Linked DNA regions of Mus musculus: region 1 is linked to region 2. A link is a contact called in public HiChIP or PLAC-seq data. All regions are on one chromosome and are shown on one strand. The core of a region is the stretch at or near the end of the contact, and the rest is flanking DNA. Distances in the headings are between cores, read along the strand shown. Region 1 has its middle 38 kb from the start of Mir421. Region 2 holds the start of Jpx (Jpx transcript, Xist activator (non-protein coding)).

Region 1 (5,664 bases), core at 3,048-5,547, 40 kb before region 2:
GGGATACTGTACGTTAGAAGTAGTGTGACTACAGACCCACTGACTTAATACGGACTATCAATTTGGACTTTGGTTGTGCTGAGTGGCCTTTGGCTCTACCCCACAGCAAAATTCAAGAATAAATGACCCATTTTCAAATCTTAGGAAGCAATGTCTTGGAAAGGAAAAAAGGATAAGGATTTCAGTCCTAAAATTCCTTGTTCTAGTTCTAGGGATATAGTTAGATATCCCGTGACCCCATACATACAATGGTTGTTGATGCAAAGACTATGTAACTGACAAAACATTGCCATCATCTCAAAACAGGATTATTGATGAAATCCTCAAAACTGGCAAGTCAGGCAATGCTAACTCAATCTGAGGACAAGAATGAAAATGTATTGTAAATGGGGGAAATTGTTGGAAATTTAATGTACTGGGGTTTTTTCTATCAAAGGGTGAAATAAGACAAAATTCTAGTTAAAAAAAATTGTAAAGAAGCCACTTGGCAGAAACTCAGATTCCTCCAGGGTCAACACTTCTTGAAATAAAATATGTGCTCAAAACCGGAGCAAGCATAATGGCTCCTGCCTTTAATCCCAGCACTTGGGAGACAAAAGCAGGTGGACTGCTGAATTTGAGGCAAGTCTGGTCTGCCGATTTAGTTCAGGGATTGCCAGGGCTAGTAATGAGACCTTGCTTGGAAAATAACTCAAAAAACCCAAAATGTGCTTGACTTCTTCCTCCCTGGAGACCGTGCTGCTCTGTGTAGGCTAACTATAAGAATGTGAGCACGCCAAGGACGCCACATGAAACCCCACAGAATCATCAAACAGGGCTCATAGAGGCTCACAGAGAGATTGAACAGACAATCAGGGAGCCTGCATGAGTCTGACCTAGGCCCCTCTCTATGTGTTATAGTTGTGTAATTTGGTGTTCTTGTGGAACCCCTAAGAGTGGGAATAGGGGTGTCTCTGACTCCTTTGCCTGCTTCTGGGACCCTTTTCCTCCCACATGATTGCCTGGTCTAGCCTGGTCTATCCTTAATGTAAATGTTTGTGCCTAGTCTTCTAATGTGTCATGCCATGCTTGGTTGAGATCCCCGGGGAGGCCTGATCTTTTCTGAAGGAAAAGGAGGAGTGGATCTGGAGGAGAGGGGAGATGTGGGAAGGACTCTCTCGGAGAGGAGGGAAGGGAAACTCAGGAGAGGAGGGAAGGATGTGCTATGAAAAGAAGAAGAAGAACAAATAAAAGAAAAAGAAAAGAAAAGAAAAATTTTAAAGATGCAAAAGACCAAAAACAAACAAACAAACAAACAAAAACAAGCAAACAAAAACAATAACGAATGTAAGCACTCCTAGGGAAGCACACAGCACCCTTTACCACAGTAATGCAGCACAGTAATGCAGTAATACAGCAATACAGCAATACAGCAATACAGCAATACAGCAATACAGCAATACAGCAATACAGCACAGACGCCTGCATCCCACTGCACATGCTTTCCTGCTGCACAGGGCAGGACTGTGGACCCTTCAGCAGAAATAAAATGTTTTGCTTTGCTGAAATACTTTGGAATAATATGGTCATTTTCTTGCATGCTGAGAGCTGATTGTGGGTTTGGTTTGCTATTCTCTGATGACTAGTGTTGGTGAGACCCTGCCCCACCCCCACCCCCCACCCCCACACACACACCTGCCATCACTTGAGAAATGTCTACTCAGCCCCTTCACTAATTTTTTAATTAACTTGCTTGTTTTGTTCTGGTTTGGAGTTAGCTGTCCAGCTTCCTTAAATATTCTGGATATTAACTCCTGAGCAAAAATGTTCTGGCCAATTTGGAATCTGGCCAACTCCTTAGCAAAGTATGTTCTGGATATTAACTCCTTAGCAAATATATTCTCTGCCAGTTTGGAATCTGGTTTTGAGTTTGTTGGCTGTGCAAAAGCAAGACAACTCCTGCCACTCCAATGCACAAACCCTAATCCCTGCCAAGAACCAATGTTGAGTTTTTTCCTAGGAGTTTTAAGAGTTCCGATCTTAGCCAGGCCTAGTTGCATAATCTATAGCCCCAGCTACTCATGAGGCCAAGGCAGGAGGCTTTCCTGGGCTATAGAACTAGATGAAGGATGTCTGGGAAACATAGTAAGAAGGTGTCTTAAAATTTTAAGTTAAAGAATGTAACTCCAACCAGATATGCTTACACACACCTTTAATTCTAACACCCAGACAGGGGCAGGCAGATCTCTGAATTCCAGGCCAGTCTGGTATACAGAGGCAGTTCCAGAACAGACATGGCTACATAGAAAACTTTGTCTCACGCAAACAAATAAAGAAATAAAAAAGGGTTGTAATTCTTTGGTAGAATGTTTGTCTAAGATGTGTGAAGCCCTGAGTTTAATGACCAGCACAACAAAGACTGTAAGTTGTACATCTAGTATTTTGCGTTTGCTTCTCTGTATGTTTACCAAGCTCCTAATAACGAGGCCTTAAATATATAGGCAAATGCTGGACCATAGCTCCAGCCCTGTTTTTGCTTTTCTGATTGTATGTGGGCTAGGGTGGCCCAAAACTCATGGTAATTCTACTGCCTAATTGCCCCTGGAACTGGATTTACTGGCAGAAGCTGCCATGCCTGGTTGTATATTTTGGAATATGATACACCCTGTGCCCTGTTACTTATGCTCCCCTTCTGGGAGACACTTTCTCTCGGTCTGCTCTCCATCCCAAGAGTAAATGAAACATTCTATTTATATTTTGCCCTTAGCAGGGACCTAAAAGTAATCAGGAAACTGTTCTATATTATTCTGAGATCTAGTCTGTATACCCAAGGAAAGGGTGGTATTTGGTGTGTGATGGGAGGAAAGGTTTAAAAATGATTCTTTGGGGAAAAGTTATATGGCCCAGTCGCTAACAGAGAGATCTGGGGAAGTTATTCTCTATTCCTTTCTTTCTTCACCTGTAAAATGAGATAATATTCACCTGCGTTATAGGCTGAGAATTTGTGCTAGCCAGTTTTATGTCAACTTGACAGAGGCTAGGAGAGGAGGGAGCCTCAGGGGAGAAAAATCCTCCCTCTGTATGGAATTTTTGAAAATAGTAACTGATGATGGAGGGCCCAGCCCATTATGGGTAATTCCATCCCTGGAATGGTGGTCCTGATTTCTGTAAGCAGACTGAGAAAGTCATGAAGAATAATTCAGCAAGCAGCACCCCTCCTTGGTCTCTGCATCATCTCCTCCCTCCAAATTTCTGCCCTATTTGAGTTTCTTTCCTGACTTACTTTGATGATGAACAGCGATGTGGAAGCATAAGCCAAATAGACCATCGCCTCTCCAAGTTGCTTTGATTATGATGTTTCATCATAGCAATAGTAACCTTAGGTTACATAGAATTAAACAGTATTATTTAATCTGTTGTTATAAAAATCACATCTGAAAAGGAATAAGAACTAGTTTATTTTGGAGTTATTTTAAATAACCATGGCCAAGAAAACAAATTTAGGTTACATGAAATTTCATGTTCTGATGTGGAAGCAGTTTCATGAAGGTTTATAGCTTTACAGAGCAGAGAAAGTTATAAAACTCAAGGCAAGTTTAAAATATATTGATGGATAAACTAGTAAGGCAAGTAAAACAAGATGGAAGGTGATAATTATAGGCCTAAAATACAAGCTGGTAGCAAGCATTCTTAGCTACTGAATGGCAGAAGCTAGTGTCCTGCTAAGGGAATACAATGGCCTGGCAAACAATAGGCATTCCAGAAAGCTAAAACTAGCCCAAGACAAAGTAATTAACCTCTGAACCAGCAAAATTCCAATCTCTCCACAGGCCTGAAATCCCAATTCACCCATCATCAGTCTCTGCAGACACAGACACCTCTTCCAGAAGAGTTTTGTTCATAGAGCAAGACACAGCTTCTTCTCGGGAATTTTTATGCACAGATAATATGAACACAGACATCTAAGCACCCACTAAATAGTACTGGTGATTTAATGATTTGGTGCATGTGATAAACAATATTCTCCTTGAAAATACCAGCTCATCTCCTCTCTGGGTGCTAACAACAGCCTCCACTAGCAGCAGGCTTACACTCAGAGAGCGATTTTGGGACACTCATATTTCCGTGCAAACATCCCAGGTCACAGATATTTTCTGGTTTTGACTATAGAAAAGGAGCCACTGGCATCCTGACAGTAATAAGTTGCAGCGGGGAAGGAAGTGCGCTCATTCAAAATGCACCTGCGCTGCATTAGGCCAGGGATTACAAACTGAGCTGGGCTAAGCAGTGTCGTGTTTACACCGACTCGGGCAGCTGGCTCAGCATGAGGCTCTGGATAGACACAAAGGCTGCTTGTTGCTTGTCCCTTGGCAGCTGCAGCGGTGGCAGCAGCAGCAGCAGCGGCGGCGGAGCAGGAACCACACTGCTTAACTAGCAAGAAACCTGTCTCAGAGCCTCTCCTCTGAAAGAAAGGTGAAGAACAGTATGTGCCAAGACAGTATTTCTTTTACTTTTAAAACGCCATCTCCAAATATCCTTGCATAAACCAGGTAGCACAAGAAAACACTATTTTCTCTGTGGTGGCTTCTCCTTCCTGACTACGGGGTCCTCTGTATTGCTGGGGCTGGCCTGTAAGCCCCTAGGTAGGCCCACTGCTCCTCATGTCCTGGTTGTCCAGCTCCACATCTGGGTTTCTGGATGATAACTGTCTCCCTGCCCCAGCCCCTAACACACATACTCAAAGGCAGCATCTCCACCCAGCAGACAGCCTCCTGGCCTGTGCTGGTGACAGAGCCAGAGCAGGCATGAAGATGAAGCCTTTTGTCACATCCCTGCCTAGGAAGAAAAGCTAGGTCTGGCTGGGGCGGGGGAGGGGCAGGCCTTCTGCCTGTGCCATGAGGCTTTTCAGTACTGCTGCCTAAGAGCAGGAGCACAATACAGGAGGGGAGACAGGCCTGAGGGGAGGGACCCTCTGAGGAGACACTGCAGCCACCAGCAGAGGCCAGAGCAGGAGCTGCAGCTGGCAGCTCCCCAGCCAGGCTGAATGCAGCTGCCCTGCCTCCCTTAAAGGGGAAGCCTCCACACAGAGGAGAGCTAGGGATTAAAGCTTTCATCAGCTCATCAGAGAGAGGCACTGGTACCAGGGAAGGAAGGAGTGGGATGTGGAACAAGAGCAAAGGCACAGGCAGCCAGCGCCATGTACACCAAGGTGGTGCACTTTTCCAAAGCCTAGGGATGAAAAGGAGAAACAGAGCTCTTGCTTCTGAGGCATGGAAACACACACCACACACACACACACAACACACAAACACACAACACACACACAAACACACAACACACACACACACACACAACACACAGCTAAACCCTGAGAGAAGCTCCCTGGACTATAGGATGTCCCCAGACAGCTGACACAGGAAAGTTCTTTCCTCTGTGTACCACAGCAGGGGCACATGGCAGTCTTCCTCCCTTGTGGGCTATGGGAACTTTGAGCACCTGATGAAACTTTAATTTTTTTCAAAACCTATTTTTTTTAAAGATTTATTTATTATTATATGTAAGTACACTGTAGCTGTCTTCAGACACACCAGAAAAGGGAGTCAGATCTTGTTACGGATGGTTGTGAGCCACCATGTGGTTGCTGGGATTTGAACTATGGACCTTCGGAAGAGCAGTCTGGTGCTC
Region 2 (5,133 bases), core at 58-2,557:
AAAGGGGGAAATAAGCACAATTACTAAACTAAAAATGATGCTTAATCTACGGGATGACAAAAGAGTGAGCCGCAACTGTGGAGAAATATGGCAAAACGTCAACTCTAATATTAGGGTTTCATTTTATTCTCTGTGTTTGCATTTGTGTTAAATAGGTCATAATATATAAAGCTGCCGAAATGTTTTAAAAATAGCAAACATTCCTTTGTCACCCTCATACATATATGAAAAAAATGAGATCATATTATCCTACAACTTGTTTTTAATGTAACAAGCTATCATATCATCTTTTACACCAAAGAGCCAAAATATACAGACTTTTAAAACATCCTCCTATTAATGGATACACAGGTTGTTTCTTATCACTTGCCACAAGAAAAGAGCTGCATAGACATCCTCTTTTAGGTATCCTTATTTATATACTGATGCTTCTCTTTCTGAAGGATTGAGCCGTGAAAGTCAGACTACTGAGTTCCAGATATTGGAACTTGGTACTCCATATATATTTTTATTTTTCTAAATATAGCTACATCAATGCTTCCAAATGGTTGCAACAATTCATACTTTATTCAGCAATGCCTAGCTAAGGTACTGAAATGTCTTTTTGACCAAGTAAGCATCTAACAAAAGAACACAGATCACCCTATAAGGCCCTATTATAACAGATGCTCCCAGACCACAAATTTAGTAACATACTCTGGTCCTCATTTGGAGTACATAAAAAGGGCATAGGGCAAAAAGCGTTATTATACCATAATTAATGTTACCAATAAGCTAGTTTTATCAACTACTAAGTGTTGATGAGAAAGAACTGAGGCCGTTTTTCGAGGCCTCTGGGGAGCTAGAATAAACACTCCATTTTGGAGACACTCACTATCCGTCAAACCCCAATTAGACAAAGGAAAACAAAAGGAAACCTCAAAACACGATCTCTCCTAGGAATGAGCCTCCCCAGCCTGACAGGTTCATCCGTGGAGGTCCGGTGATGTGGGCACTGATCACTCATCTATTGTGGGCGGAATAGGGGAGAAATCCGGAGTGCCAGCCGCCGACTACTCGTCCCGCTCGGCAGACCATGCGGTCGGAGTGGTGACCGCTGCGGCGGGTCGGCGTGGTGACCGCTACGGCGGCCATCTCTCTGACAGCGCGAGACCCGGCACTCACCAGGGCATGTTCATTAATTGGCCAGTTTCTCCACTCTCCTTATTAAGTCATCCTCTAGCTGCCTGGCTAATCCCGGGAAGGACGTATACATGTGGACGCCGCCATTTTATAAGTTACAGAAGCCTGGTGGTGCCGTGGGGGGGGGGGGGGGTCGGGCGGGCGGAGAGCATGCGTCACAGCCGAACAGTCCCTGTGCCGCGCGGCGCCGCGCTGTCAGGCTGTCCCTAAATGGCTGCTCCAGCAACGTGACCGGGACTGTCCGCGGTCGCTTCCGCAGATGACTGAGCGCTTGCGGTTCCTCTCCCGGCTGCCTCTGTTAGCATCTTTCACGTGCTCCCGCGTTTCTTGCCCGTCTTTAATTTGTTCTCTTGCCACCCCCTCACCCCCCACCCCCCACCCCCCACCCCCCCCCTACCCCCACCGAAATTCCTTTTTCTTTTTTGTTTCTATAGAAGACCAGCTTGTGTTTTGCTCCCGAGATCTCTTTCGGAGCCCCTTCTGTGTTTTTAGCTGCCAGCATTGCTGTAGCTGCTATAACTGCAATCTACATGTCACAGAGGCTAGGTGGCAAAGTAAACCACAGGCCTGGGTATGTCCCCTAGTTTTTGATAAAGACAGAATTATACCTTGTCCTATTCCTATTGGACACCTCACAGGGCCGAAGCTGACAATAACTCCTTTGGCTTTTGGATGTTCACACCAATACTGGTTACCACACAAATTAGAAAAGGATCTTGGGTTATCAATAAAGGCAGAGAACTACACTTCCATTTAAAAAAGAAAGAAAAAAGTTCTCATTTTACCTATTGCACCACGAGGCACAGGGGCAGAAGCGAGTGCTCAGTGGTTAACAGTGCTTAATGCTCTAGCAAAGGATGCAGGTTCAGTCCCCGGCACATACTTCTCTCTACACAGATCTCTCTACACAGGCAAACATGTATACACACACACACACACACACACACACACACACACACACACGAAGTAAATGCATGTGTGTGTGTGTATTTAAGTAAAACCATGTTGGAAAGTTGCCGAAGGGGCCTCAGTGAATATCTGCTTGAGGAAGGCTTTGCTAAGGCAACCTGGGACAGCTGTCATGGAGCCGAGGGCTGTCCTCTCTCCAGAAGGTAGCACATTTTCCCTTACACTGGTTTCCCTCTTTCCCAAGACAGCAAAGCCCTGGCTTCTTTTCATTCCATTACAGGCAGTTCTTTCCTGTGCGAGCTCTCCTCAGCTGTAGCCAGAATTTGCCTGTTTGGAATCCTTTCTTCCTCCTAGAGTTTCTCTGAGATGGCAAGTTTGTGAAAATTATTACACACACACACACACACACACACACACACCCATGGCCAAGACAATCAATTTGATATGCTCCTGTGACTATAACCACTTTATTGCCCCCCCCATTTAAATTTTTAATCTAGATTCCCTTCCCCCTCTCTCCATGTGCTCATGGCCAGCCTCTAGTTCTCTACTCTCTCTTTCTCTCTCTCTGCCTTTCCCTGCCTCTGCTACCCTCTTAACTCCCCTCCCCATGCCCTGAATAAACTCTATTCTATACTAAAAAATAAAATTAATCTAAATATAATTACATATTCTCCCCCATTCCCTTCTCCAATTCCTCCTATGTTATTCCTCGCCACTACACACACACACACACACACACACACACACACACATTGCCTCTCAAATTTCTGGCTTTTTGTATATATGTGATTTTTCTCTGGGTGCGTATTTGGTTTCTACTTATCTTTGTTGTTGAACACCCCAAAAGCAGGGCTGGAGAGTTGGCTTGGTGTGTAAGAGTACTTAATATTCTCACAAAGGACTGGGGTTCAATGCCTAGCAGCTGCATGAGGCTTCTCACCTCCTCTGACACCATGCTCGAGTGTGGTACACAGACCTATATGCAGGCAAAACACTCACACACATAAAAATTCTAAAAAAAAAAAAGTTTTTATAAACTTAAAAAAAACAAAAGTCAAATATAAAAGTTGATTCAGGGTATCTGGGAGCCCAACTGTCTGCATTTCCAACTTCATTCTAATGTCTGTGGCAAAACTGTTGAAAGAAGTACCTAGGAAAGTGTGACTCTAGCTAATTTTTAAAGATTTGGCTTTTCAGGCATGCATATCGTTGTTGCTCTTCTGTTTTTGAGACAGGGCCCCCGTTATTCCAGGCTGGCCTCGACTTATTACGTAGCAGAGAATGACTGTAAATTCCCAATTCTCCTTCCTTCCCCGGGCCTCACTTTATCTTCTACAAACTTCTTGTGACATACTCAGGCCTTTGGCAATAGACTAAAACTTTCTGGTTTTTTCCCTCATCACCCCTTTTTGTCCATATGGGAACAATCTTTTAGTTTTAGGATAAAAACCTTATACTCTATTCTCATCTAAAAGTATTTCCTTAATTTCCTTTAATTTTCTTTATATAAATGACCTATAACTTCTTACAATATTTTACATTTATTTATTTTTGTGTTTGAGAAAGACCAAGGCGGGGTAGAAGAAGGGAGAGAGAGAGAGAGAGAGAGAGAGAGAGAGAGAGAGAGAGAGAGAGAGAGAATATATGGATGTGTCCACCACATAGTTTCCAAGGATGGAGCTCAGGGTGTCTGCCAGGCTTTGAGGTAAGCTCCTTATCAGCTGAGCCATCTTGCAGTCAAGACTCAGCCCGTGTGTGTGTGTGTGTGTGTGTGTGTGTGTGTGTGTGTGTGTGTGTGTTACTAAGGACTGAATCCATGATTTTCTAATTACATGCTAAGCCATTGCTCTACCACTGAGCCATATTGCCAGCCCCAAGAAAAATGTTTTTCTTTCTTTCTTTATTGGTATCTCAAGATAGAGTTTCTCTGTGTAGCCCTGGCTGTCCTGAAGCTTGCTCTGTAGACCAGACTGGGAATCAGAAATCCTCCTGACTCTGCCTACTGAATGGTGGGATTAAATAAAACTATTCTTTAATATTCTAAATGAAAATCAAAGAAAAGCTGAGCAAAGTGGTGCTTGCCTAAAATTCCAGAATTTGAGAGAGTTAGGAAGGAGCATCAGGAGTTCAGCTCATCTTCAGCAACACAGTAAGTTCCAGATCAGCCTGAATTACATGAGACCACGTGAAAGAGGGGTGGAGAGCAAAGCCAAAGCAAACCATGAGGCTGTATATGAAACATAGGAAACAACATGCTATCAGTCTTTGAAACAGTCCTGTGTTTTCTTACAATTTAAGTTGCACTGTTGTTAGAAATTTATGTCCTGTTAGAACAGGTTTTCAGAAAGTGCTTTTGCTAAAGGTATTGATGGCCTACTTGGCTTCACAAGGTAACCAACCACAGGATTAAAGACTTGAGTCTCTGCCTTCATTTTGAGTCTGTCTTTCCGTTCATTTCAAACTCCTGCTTGACTGTGCATAGGCATATTAATAACAGAAGGAGTGTCTTCCTAAATTATTTCATTCATCCTTAGTCATGTTGAACTCCAAGAGCAAAACCTCCCAGGACAGACCTTCTTCCATATGAGGGCAGTTATCCATGATGCAAGGCAAAAGTAATCAGCTTATGCTTCAAACATGAGCCACCCTTTAAAAAAACAAGAACTCTCTCAAGACATAGTATGGTCTCAAGCTCAAAGCAATTCTTCTGCTGGGATTATAGGCATGTGCTACCATGGCCAGTCAAGATGAGGGTTTCTCTGGGCTATCTTGCAGTACCACAAGACACAATAATTAGTCAGGCTACACCTCGAAGAAAATTACTTTTTTTTCATAATGAGCTACAATTTATTTATTTATTGAATTTGGAGTATTCCTCGATATCATCCTTGGCCTAAGATTCTTTGCCATAGTCCTTAACCACTACGCAACAGCAACCGACCACCTTCCGTGGTTTCCCCTCTCGATCGATTCTACAGAGGCCTACCCATTCCCCTAGTTTCTTGTTGTCATCAACCTTTATCAGGTTGATTTGGTGCT

The links. HiChIP or PLAC-seq counts read pairs in DNA pulled down with a chosen protein or histone mark.
Region 1: an H3K27ac HiChIP or PLAC-seq map of microglia shows a contact between it and region 2, with 8 times the contacts expected there. The contact joins the enhancer-like site here to the promoter of Jpx in region 2. A contact is called at or near these places in 11 of 39 promoter capture datasets (the 3T3-L1 cell line, the C10 cell line, cranial neural crest and 6 more), 34 of 484 Hi-C or Micro-C datasets (the C10 cell line, CD4 T cells, CD8 T cells and 22 more) and 16 of 115 datasets of contacts at active chromatin or transcription factors (CD8 T cells, the SCID.adh cell line, astrocytes and 13 more).

What each region holds. Positions count from the first base shown.
Region 1 is chrX:103,532,139-103,537,802 of GRCm38.p6, reverse strand. No RefSeq gene overlaps it. Among named protein-coding and RNA genes, the nearest start is that of Mir421, 38 kb to the left of the region's middle. Within about 2 kb of position 4,297, at least 127 of the 459 cell types and tissues checked have an H3K27ac peak or open chromatin away from gene starts, as enhancers often do. A contact at or near this core is called in the HL-1 cell line, the N1E-115 cell line, the SCID.adh cell line and 16 more, where this site is marked.
Region 2 is chrX:103,489,732-103,494,864 of GRCm38.p6, reverse strand. It overlaps Jpx (Jpx transcript, Xist activator (non-protein coding)), which reads right to left and starts at 1,307. Exons shown (of 3, transcript NR_015508.3): 1 at 1,165-1,307. It also overlaps the pseudogene Rps12-ps1.